Regions from separate parts of the Oryctolagus cuniculus genome. Here region 2 is linked to region 1. Evidence: chromatin contacts called from public Micro-C data. All regions are on one chromosome and are shown on one strand. The core of a region is the stretch at or near the end of the contact, and the rest is flanking DNA. Distances in the headings are between cores, read along the strand shown.

The links. Hi-C and Micro-C count contacts between places; a contact is called where the count stands out from the background.
Region 2: a contact with region 1 is called in a Micro-C map of ear pinna, with 5 times the contacts expected there. The contact joins two enhancer-like sites. A contact is called at or near these places in 4 of 6 Hi-C or Micro-C datasets (ear pinna, embryonic fibroblasts, skin fibroblasts and 1 more).

What each region holds. Positions count from the first base shown.
Region 1 is chr10:31,977,585-31,982,924 of mOryCun1.1, reverse strand. All of the region lies in intron 2 of LOC108177141 (urea transporter 2), which reads left to right. The region is part of intron 3 of LOC138844028 (a long non-coding RNA gene); the gene reads right to left. Among named protein-coding and RNA genes, the nearest start is that of SLC14A2, 250 kb to the right of the region's middle. Within about 2 kb of position 3,109, at least 1 of the 8 cell types and tissues checked has an H3K27ac peak or open chromatin away from gene starts, as enhancers often do. A contact at or near this core is called in ear pinna, where this site is marked.
Region 2 is chr10:33,249,936-33,255,275 of mOryCun1.1, reverse strand. No RefSeq gene overlaps it. Among named protein-coding and RNA genes, the nearest start is that of SETBP1, 530 kb to the right of the region's middle. Within about 2 kb of position 2,380, at least 1 of the 8 cell types and tissues checked has an H3K27ac peak or open chromatin away from gene starts, as enhancers often do. A contact at or near this core is called in ear pinna, where this site is marked.

The sequences.
Region 1 (5,340 bases), core at 1,860-4,359:
GACATAAAAGCAAACTAGAAACCAGAGAGGGAATTTGACATGCCCAATATCATATAATGAGTTACTGACAAAATAGGATGAATACCCAGGTCTCCTAATTCCAAGCACCATTCCTTTCCCATAATCCCATGTGGCTCCCAGAAGTACTTGACAGGTTCCATGTATCCTACACATGGAAAAGTGAAAAAATCGGCATATTTTATACTAAAACATATTAACTCTAGGTATTTTCCATCTGGAATCTTCAGCCAAAGGCGAATCGTTTCTACAGCTTCCCTAGAGGCAAGATTAAGAGTTGTTAGACTCCTGCGATCCCCTGCTTCCTCTGGTTCCTTTTTCCCTGTGCTTCCTCTCATGTACCTCTGAGTGTTCATACTCTCTTGATGTTCTGGACCCCATTTAGACCCGCCACACAGGCTTAATCAGGTCTCAGGTTGTTCCATGCTTCAAAATTTCTAAGCTATTCTCCTATTTACAGGACAGCAATTTGAAAAGTAGCCTTGGGTGACTTCCCTGGGCTCTATTTACCCAGACTTCTTTTGTTTCCTATACTTCTGAACCCACTGACTTCCTTCTCTCTGGTCCCTGCAGCCCACAGGGAACTCAGACAGTGGTGGGAGGTGAGAAGGATGAGTGAGGTTAATCTGAGATTCGTTCTCAGGATGGATTTGAGGAGAAAGACCAATAACAAGGGTAAATCCCCAGAAAATGAGCAAGGTTAGAAAGCCACGAGAAGTTACAGGGTTAAGCAAGGAGGAAGAAAGGAATTATTTTTTAGAAGCAAGACATCTAGCATAGGCAATTCACAGGCAAATGAAAACTGGAGATAAACTGCATTTGTTTGAAAAGGAGAAAGCTGAGACTAGAAGCCTTTGCAGTTTGTCTTAAGTGACTAGGACCAACTACACTGCACTCAAAGGAGGGGTAAAAGTATGAGGAAGCCACACAGATCTTTTCCTCTGCTGGCTGTTACATGCCACCTTGGTTTTTTCACCTTCAAAGTGAAGAGCAAGCAGCATCCTGAAAAATGCCTTCCTAGGACCAGTCTAGATGACCATGAACAAATTCTCTTGCTATGATATGAATCAGACCTTTGCTCTCCAAAAGGCTTCTTGGCTCTAGAATTGTCTATGTTCCTCCGTGGGAACCATCCCACCCATGCACAAGTGAAACATCCTCCACTTTCTTGGGGTTACCAGGGGTCACCTAAAGTCACCCCCACCCTGCCCCAGACAGTCTCAGAATTAAAGGAGGGAGTTAAGGTAGACTGTTAGACACTGCTGCCCTCTGCTGGGTGGTATGTGGCCAACAACCCCTCCACACACACACACACACACACACACACAAGGTGCTATGTCCCTCCCACCTCCCATCCCCCAGCGCCCAGCAACTGCCCCCTTGTATTGCCCTATGTTGACCTGTCTTGCATCTTTTATTGCAAGTGGAAAACCACAGGAACCTGAAGACCCAGGAGGGTGTGTTCCTGTGTGAGCATTGCAGAGAGACAGGCATGTGGATGTGAACCCAAAGGGCCAATTGCCCTCAATTAAGTGAAGGCTCCCTCTGACTTCAGTGTGACCACTCAGCTGCAAACCACACACAGGTCACCAGCATGACAGCACCTTCAAGCAAAGATGCACAGGGGGATTTCAGGCTTCTCCTGCCTTTTATTATCAATGAGCTAAATGCAGAGGCAAAATGGGAATAATTGGATGGCAGGAGAACATCAGGATATTGTAATTGTTCTCCTTGGAGATGAAAAGGGAAGCTGAAAAACATCTGCACACTGAAATCTGCTCCGATGCAATAAGTGGGCCAAGAAAACCTGCAACCACGAAGTGGGGCTAATTTACTGCTCTAATCACCAGCATCCAATCTGAAGCCAGACATTATCTTAAAGTACACACCAGTTCCAGGTGGTGCACAGCAAATGTTTGATTAGTGCTACCAAATTCTCTGCAACTTGATAACATTTCCAAGTGTGCAGGAATGATGGGACTGCACATGGCTGGAGCTGGGCCACAGGAAGGTGTTTGCCTCTGGGTCACAGCCTTCCGAAGAAACACACTTCAGGCCTGCTTCCCAGGGAACTAAGACACTGGGTTCAGACAAGCAAAGCAAGGAACTTAGCAGGAGCAGAGGGAGGTAGATTTCAAAGATAAGGAACAACCAGGTTGTTGCCAATGAGGCTTGAAAACAAAATAGAGGGAAAGCCCAGAATTTGATCCATAAAGAATCTAATATGTGTCAGTTGCTGGATGTTTTATGTATCATTAATCCTCACATACTAAAATACAGTTGCCACCACTTTATTCTCATTTATCAGATGAAGGAACTGAGGGTATGTGACTTATCCAAGATGTCTCGGCTAGAACATTATGGAGCCATGATTTGAAATGAGGACTGATTTAAGTCTTCAAAAAACATGGTTCTGAAAGGAACAGGGGTTCGGATAAGACAATACAGATGTCATGGTATTCTAAGGGGGGCACAGAAAAGGACATCAGAAAGGATGAAAATAAAGTAAGCTTGAAGGCCGGCACCGTGGCTCAATAGGCTAATCCTCCACCTTGCGGCGCCGGCACACCGGGTTCTAGTCCCGGTTGGGGCGCCAGATTCTGTCCCGGTTGCCCCTCTTCCAGGCCAGCTCTCTGCTGTGGCCAGGGAGTGTAGTGGAGGATGACCCAGGTGCTTGGGCCCTGCACCCCATGGGAGACCAGGAAAAGCACCTGGATCCTGGCTCCTGCCATCGGATCAGCGCGGTGCGCCGGCTGCAGCGGCGGCCATTGGAGGGTGAACCAACGGCAAAGGAAGACCTTTCTCTCTCTGTCTCTCTCTCTCACTGTCCACTCTGCCTGTCAAAAAAAAAAAAAAAAAAAAAAAAAAGTAAGCTTGAGACAGCAATGCCTTTACTGAGCCCCTGACACATCCCCAGGAAAGCATGAAGCACTATGACCGAAGCAGAAAACACAATGCCTGCCCTGAAGGAGCTTAGGGTCTGTTTGAAAGGTAGGAAATTGTTTGGGCCAGCAATGAGACAGCCTGCAGAGCTCAAAGTTGAGAGCTGCATTTGATATGCAAGTATGAATCAGATCAGCAGAGAAGAGCATATGCCAAGTTATGGAGGCGAAAGTGATGGTGGTGAGTTATTCTGGGGTAAATGAGGAGGCCCAGATGAGGAGTTACATCTGTCTAGCTGGAGTCTGTTCAAAAATTGCAGCTGGAAACTACTTCTGGCTGGCTTTTAAAACCCCAACTGAAGGGTCAAATATCTCGTGGAAATTTCATATCTAAAACCCGTAGATGGGAGAGGAAAGAGCATTAAAACTGGTGGGGAGAGCCAGGGCAGAGAGGATTGGTGACATGGAACTCAGTTGTTGTGACTTCTGGAGTTGGAGCTCTGTTTCCTGCAATCCCTTCTCAAATTCAAAGACCTCAGGAGGATCCTGGAAAACCAGAACCAACCAGAAGCTTGTAGTCTGAAGGCAAACGGCGCCCCCTAATGGCTCCATGCATTCCTTTTGTAGCTGGCTTGGTTCTTCTTCCAGTATGGCTCACCACCCTGAAAAAGGCTCGCTTCCTACTCTGCAGCAATGGGTAGAACTGCATCATCAGATAAACTGAGTCCTGAAAACATAGAGCTCCGGACTCCCCCCTGCATCCAACAACTACAATGATGCCTGCCTTAGAAGCAGAGCAGTCCCATAGCTGAGAGCATGGACTCTGGGGTCAGGCTATGATTTGAGTTTCTGCAGTGATGTCCACTGGCTATAGGACCTTGTTAATTAACATCCTGATGCCTCTGCTTCCTCACCTGCAGAATCAGTTGGGATGCAGATAGCCCCTGCCTCCTGGGGGCACTGCCAAGGTTGATGGTGATAGTTCAGCCTAACCACTTAGCACATAACCAAACAGATGGTAAGCACATGCAATTAGTAGCAGAGTGGTGGTAGTAGTAGTGAAACTGTGATTCATTCTGAATTACTCTCTACCAACATTATAAGAATATTAACTCTCCTTCAAGACAGAGACTCAAATTGTTTCTGGAATACTTTTCTTTGAATTACTACTTTTTCCCCCTAAACTGAGCCCAGCTCCATTGCTGCTTCTTCCATTGGAGTCTTCATGAATGCTTTACACATGGAGTCCTTCAGCTTGTCCATTAGCTGAGGGTCTACTAATGGTTCTCACTCAGGGGACAAACTCATAGAGAAGCTACTTTCTCACACTTTGTTGATCACCATTCATATAAAAAAGAGGTCTGGAGGGTCTCACACCACCAGTGAATGTGACACACCTGTGACTCTGGAAATAACACACATGACCTTTTCCACAACTGATTAGCCAGAGCTACCAGTACACCCTGCTCCCAACACAAGCAGGCAGTAAATTCACCCCTACCACATGCCCACCTCACCCCTACAAAATTAGAAGAAACAGATGTTTGTGAGAATAAATGATAATTACTATACTCCTGGAAAGCAAAAGCAAGCTCTAATTCTACTTTATGCCACCCACTAAGTGTACCTTGTACAATTAGTGCACAATAGAAGTCTTTGAATGAATAACTGAATGAATACATTAGTTCACAAGTACATTATCTCTCCCAATCAATATCATACATTTAGTTCAAAAACCTCCTAAAAACCATTAGTAGAAACCCTTAGGGCACTTCAGAAGGGATGACTTGGGATACAGGCTATAACTCCAAGTGTTTTTAAATGTAGAAGTGTTTTTAAATGTATGAATTCTTGTGACAATCAATAACTGATAAGGATTATTTGCTCTCAGGGAACTGAATTGCATATATGAAATAGCATTTACATGTGAAATAACTGGTATACAATCCAATGCTAATTGTAGAATATGCATGGAAGTAGTATGTGCTTTGTCCAAGGGACAGAAAAATGAGGGAATCCCTTATAAGGTCAGTTTGTGTGGGAAGGAGGTCATTTTTGACGGGATTTTTAAAGGCAGAGAAGAGCTTGGGAAAGCTCAAAGGAAGAAAAAGCCCAGTTACCTAAAGCTGCCATGCTCTTATCTTAAAGAAACCACACACCTGAAATGAGACCTTTCTTTACTATTGCTGGACAAGGTTCACTCAGCTCTTAACAAGGAGGGAAGTTATAATTATTGGAAAAAAAAAAAAAAAACAAGGTACAGCCTGTTTTGATAGCATCTTCCATTCCTTTCTGGGAGATGGGGCTACTCTGGGCCAACTCCCTTCAGTGTCCCAAGGCTAGAACTGCTTGGGATCGAAGATTTTTATGTATTAAGATGCAGATTCTCTAACCCTCCCTTGCTGCCCTCTTTCCTTAGATCCCCCAAGAGTACACATAA
Region 2 (5,340 bases), core at 1,131-3,630, 1.3 Mb before region 1:
TTCTTTTCCTAGGTGATTACAGGGAGTTGGATAAGAAGTGGAGCAGTCAGTATATGAATGGGTGGCCATCCAAGATGCTGTTGTCACAGGTGGTAGCTTCACCCTCCTATGCCATAATACCGGCCCCTATGTAATCATTCTTACTTAAAAAAAAAAAAAGATTTATTTTATTTATTTGAAAGAAAGAGCTACAGAAAGAGGTAGAGACAGAGAGAGGTCTTCCATCCGCTGGTTCACTTCCCAGATGGCCACAACAGCCAGAGCTGCACTGATCTGAAGTATTAGATCGAAGTACGTTATAGTCATATAGTAGAATCCTATTTAATTAAAAGAAATAAACTATAAATACATGAAAGATTATCGATGAGGCCGGCACCGAAGCTCACTAGGCTAATCCTCCACCTGCAGCGCTGGCACTCCGGGTCCTAGTCCTGGTTGGGGCACCGGATTCTGTCCCAGTTGCTCCTCTTCCAGTCCAGCTCTCTGCTGTAGCCTGGGAAGGCAGTGGAGGATGGCCCAAGTGCTTGGGCCCTGCACCCGCATGGGAGACCAGGAGGAAGCACCTGGCTCCTGGCCTTGGATCGGTGCAGCGTGCCAGCCATAGTGGCCATTTGGGGGTGGTGAACCAACAGAAGAAAGACCTTTCTCTGTGTCTCTCCCTCACTGTCTAACTGCCTGTCAAAAAAAAAAAAAAAAAAAAAAAAAAGAATATGGAAGAATCTCCAAAACATTCTACTGAAAAGGGGAAGCCAGGCCACAGGTGAAAATAGTGAATGAGTCCTTTTTTCTTTTTTTTGAAGATTTATTTTATTTATTTGAAAGACAGAATTACAGAGAGAGGGAGAGACAGAGAGAGAGGTCTTCCATCCGATGGTTCACTCCCCAGATAGCCGCAACAGCTGAAGCTGAGCCAATCCAAAGCCAGGAGCCAGGAGCCTCCTCCAGGTCTCCCATGTGGGTGCAGGGGCCCAAGGACTTGGGTTATCTTCCACTGCTTTCCCAGGCCATAGAAGAGAGCTGGATCGGAAGAGGACCAGCCAGGTTTAGAACTGGTGCCCGTATGGGAGACTGGTGTTTCAGGCCAGGGCTTTAACCCGCTGTGCCACAGCGCCAGTCCCAATCATTCTTACTTTAAATCAATAAATACGGACTGAAAAATTGATTAAAAATGTTTACACGTTCCATGGACAAAAGTCAGATGTAGCATTTTCCAAGGACAAAAGTAGGAGATAACAGAATCAGTCAATGCATGTGGGAACTGCAGTTTTACAGATGTATAGACAAATATTCAATGAAATAGATAAAGAGATAAATAGCAGGTAAATAACTGTGTTTAAATATTTACTTTACCAATCATTGCTGTGAACAAAGACAATTTTCTAGAACTCAGTTGCTCAATGTATAACTCTAAAGTACTTTTGTGAAGATTAAATAAGTTTTTTAAGTGAACATAAGTGAAAATAAAAGTCTCAAGCTTTAAAGAAAATGTAAGTGGAAATGAGGATTTTCCATAATCTTTACTGAGATGACAAAATTGTGAATGCACTTACTGAATAATCCTATATTTTGAACCATGAGTCTTGATTCTTCAACTTCTTGTTTCAAAAATTTTAGAGTTTTGTAGAAAATTGAATGCAAAGCGTGAATACATGCTCTCTTTAGTGCAGAATATCCATGAATTAGAACCCCAAATTCTGAATTTCCATAGGGTTGGGCAGTATTACTCAGGCTTCTGTAATAATTCCAATCATCATAACAAAAGCAATTTATAGACCAAGAAGTGTTAAGGTTAAGACTGTTAGATATAACTTATTTGGTAACAGAGACACTAAAAGTAGGAGAGCAGTTAAATGTAATATTGATGTTTTTGCATTAGTTCAATTATAGAAGGTGTACTTAATCATCCAAAAATCATAAATTCGATTTCCTCTACAAAAGAATTCACTTTTTAAAATATGAGATATATACACTGGGCTTTTGTCTACTAATGAATATGCATGTAAGCATACTGCATGCAACTGAGATTCATGAATTTGTTTTGAAGATCATTGCTCTGATTTTTCTAAGAGAAAATAATTTGCTTTTTGCTTTTTTTCTTTTATAGTGGGTCACAGGAATCTTTTTCCTTGAGGTCATTTTATCTCTGCACATTTAAATTTTGTATTTTTTTTTTTTTGAGATTTTTCTTTTATTTGAAAGTCAGAGTTACACAGAGACAGAAGGAGAGGCAGAGAGAAAGAGGTCTTCCATCCGCTGATTCACTCCCCAACTGGCCTCAACGGCAGGAGCTCTGCAGAAATGAAGCCAGGAACCAGGATCTTCTTCCAGGTCTCTAATGCAGGTGCAGGGGCCCAAGGACATGGGCCATCTTCTATTACTGTCCCAGGCCATAGCAGAGAACTGGATTGGAAGTGGAGCAACTGGGTCTCCAACTGGCGCCCACATGAGATGCTGGCGCTGCAGGTGGCGGTTTAAATGGCTGCACCACAGCACCGGCCCCTGTATGTTTTTTTAATCACTGCAAAGCACAAATGTATCTATAATTTAATTAACTATTCCTTTATGGATAGATATTTATGTTCACCATAATGTTTCACTGTAAAAAATCATTAACTAATTTAGAATTGCCATATGAAAGAAGTTTTTCTATATATAAGATTCCTCAAAAACTGTAAGCAATTGATGATGTCTGACTCCACAAGTACAAAGGAAAACAAGTACTATGTTATGCTACTACTGGGAGAACTGGCAAAAAGATCCCTTGCGAGGGCACTTTGTCAGTATCTAAAACAGAAACAAAACTTGGAAGGGAAACACACCACATTTTTAACTGAAGTTATTTCTGGGAAGAAGGGTTTGTTTACAAGACAAGCAATAATTTAGGAAGAATTTTACTTTTTCTCTTATATTATGCAACATTGTTTGAATTTGTACTGTAAGTGCATATACTTTTTGAAATTAAATTAAAAATACAAGAATCCATGATCAAATGTCTTTTCGTTGTTATACAAACTATATATTATATGTCCTCCTTGGAAATTTACAATCTTTTTAGCATATTTAAACTCTGAGATGTACCAAGTTATTCAAAATTGTACCCTTTAATTAAATAATTTTTATTAGTACATCAACATCTGTAAAACTGTTTAGAAAAAATATGTGGATTTGTTAGAGAATATCTATAGAGAAAGAGAGATTATCCCAAATAACAAGTTGTTTAAAATCAATCCCTTTCAAGGTTTCCATGAATAACAGGCTCATGCTTGTAGATTCACGAGCAAACAATCTCTAAAAGCAAATGACACTTCCCAGATTGGTTTTAGTAATTAACTTTTGCTCAATGAACTTTGTATTTGAGGGCAGTGTATACTCCCAGCCACAAGGACATGGTCCCCATAGGAAGCCAAGAATCCCCGGAGCCAAGTACAATGGAAATCACTTCCTCTAATATGCTTAAACGTGGCTGGCCTATGAGGCTTTAAGCATGAGCAAGACAGACTACAGCTCCTTTCAGAGTGCCTCCCTTACCTCAGCTGCTGACATTCAAATTGACTTTTCGCATTTATAATAGCAGTTTCTGTCTTGTTTTTACCATTGTCCACCGAGACCACTGCTGTGATTTTCTGCTGATGCACAAGATAGAAGAAAGTGTTCTGGAAAATGCACCACTTATTCCAGTCATTTTGCTAAAGGACACTCAAATGTGGGCAAAGTCGTCAGAGAAAATGACAGAGAGCTGCATGCTGCTGTCAGGAATTGCTTCCTCATCAGTGGCCCAATTTTCAGAAACTAAACCAAAACTCACAAGCTATCCAGCTTTTAGACAAGAAAGAAGTGAGCTACAAGATATTTAAACTACAGGGTTCAGCGAAGTTACTTTTAAAGAGAGAGAGAAAGAATAAGTAATGAAAAGAAAATAGAAAAAAAAAAAACCTCAGTGATGCAAGGTTCCGGGCAGAGATGCCAGGGTTTTGAAAAGACAACATTAAGTTTGATCTAAATGTCAATCAACGACATTGAAATGTTTGCAGGGTGCTTTGTGCTCTGCATGTCCTAGGCAGTGAGAAAAAAATTGAGATTGAGGGTTGAGAGAGTAGAAAGAGGAGAAGAATGAGAGCACTGATTTCTAATAATGAAAAGTATGTAACCTAGAAGGCAAATACACATTAGGAAAGAGATGGACAGGGTGAGGAAAAAAAAAAAAGTTTCATCTCCCTCAAAATATTTTCTGTGAAACAACAATTTCTAAGATGCTGATAAGGTTATCACAATAAGATAAAATAGAATTAGAAAATGATTCTGAGATCTATTAAATGTCAAGCTTCTTAGAACATTTATTATGACTGTTTCCTGATGTGCCAAGAGACATGTATCATTTAATTCATTTGACATTGGAAGTTGTTTTTATTGGCAGCAAATATGTTAACATTGGAGAAATATTGGGAAGGGAACCATGGAAAATGCTGATTAGGAGCAATCAGAGAGCTCTATAGAGTTGTACATTAGCTTAGAATTAACTACATGACTCAAAAAGTCTGAAATGTGTTCAGTGGTTAAGCCACTGCTTGAGACACCCAAATCCCATTGCAGAGTGCCCTAGACCAAGTCATACCTCCCCTTTCCATCCAGCTTCCTGCTAATGCATACTCTGAAAAGCAGCAGAAGATGGTTCAAGAACCTGTATCCCTGCTGTGCAAGTGGTACACAAATGGGTGACCTGAGTGGAGTTCTAAGCTCCTGGCTTTGGCCTCATTCAGTTCTAACTTTTGTGGACATTTAGGGAGTGAACCAGTGGACAGAAGCTCACTCTCTCACTCTTTCTTTCTCTCTCCCACAATCTCTTTCTCTCCCTCTCTTTCTCTCTCTCTCTCTTTCCCTATTTTCTCTCACCCTGTTGCTCTGACTTTCAAATAAACAAATCCAACATGAGAAGCAATATAGCCTTATTTGATGGTAGACTTGGGTAGTCAAAAAATATGTATTATAATCTCTAGGACAATCACTATTTTTAAAACATAAAATTGATAATTTTAAGTTAGAGAAAATGGAATTAAACCAATTGCTAAATTTAATTCAAAGAGGACAAAAGAAAGAAGGAGGAGCAGAAACAAGAAAAAAATTGGTGAGTAATAAACAATTACAAGGATGATAGTATTAATCCATCTTTATCAATAACCACATTAACTTGAGACATAAATAACCAATTAAAAGACAATTATTTTAAAACAAAACAAAAAGCAAACACCAGACCATATGATATCTGCAGTAAATGCACTTCAAATATAAAAACTCAAGTTCAAAGCAAAGGAATAGAGAAATATATACCATACTAACAGTACA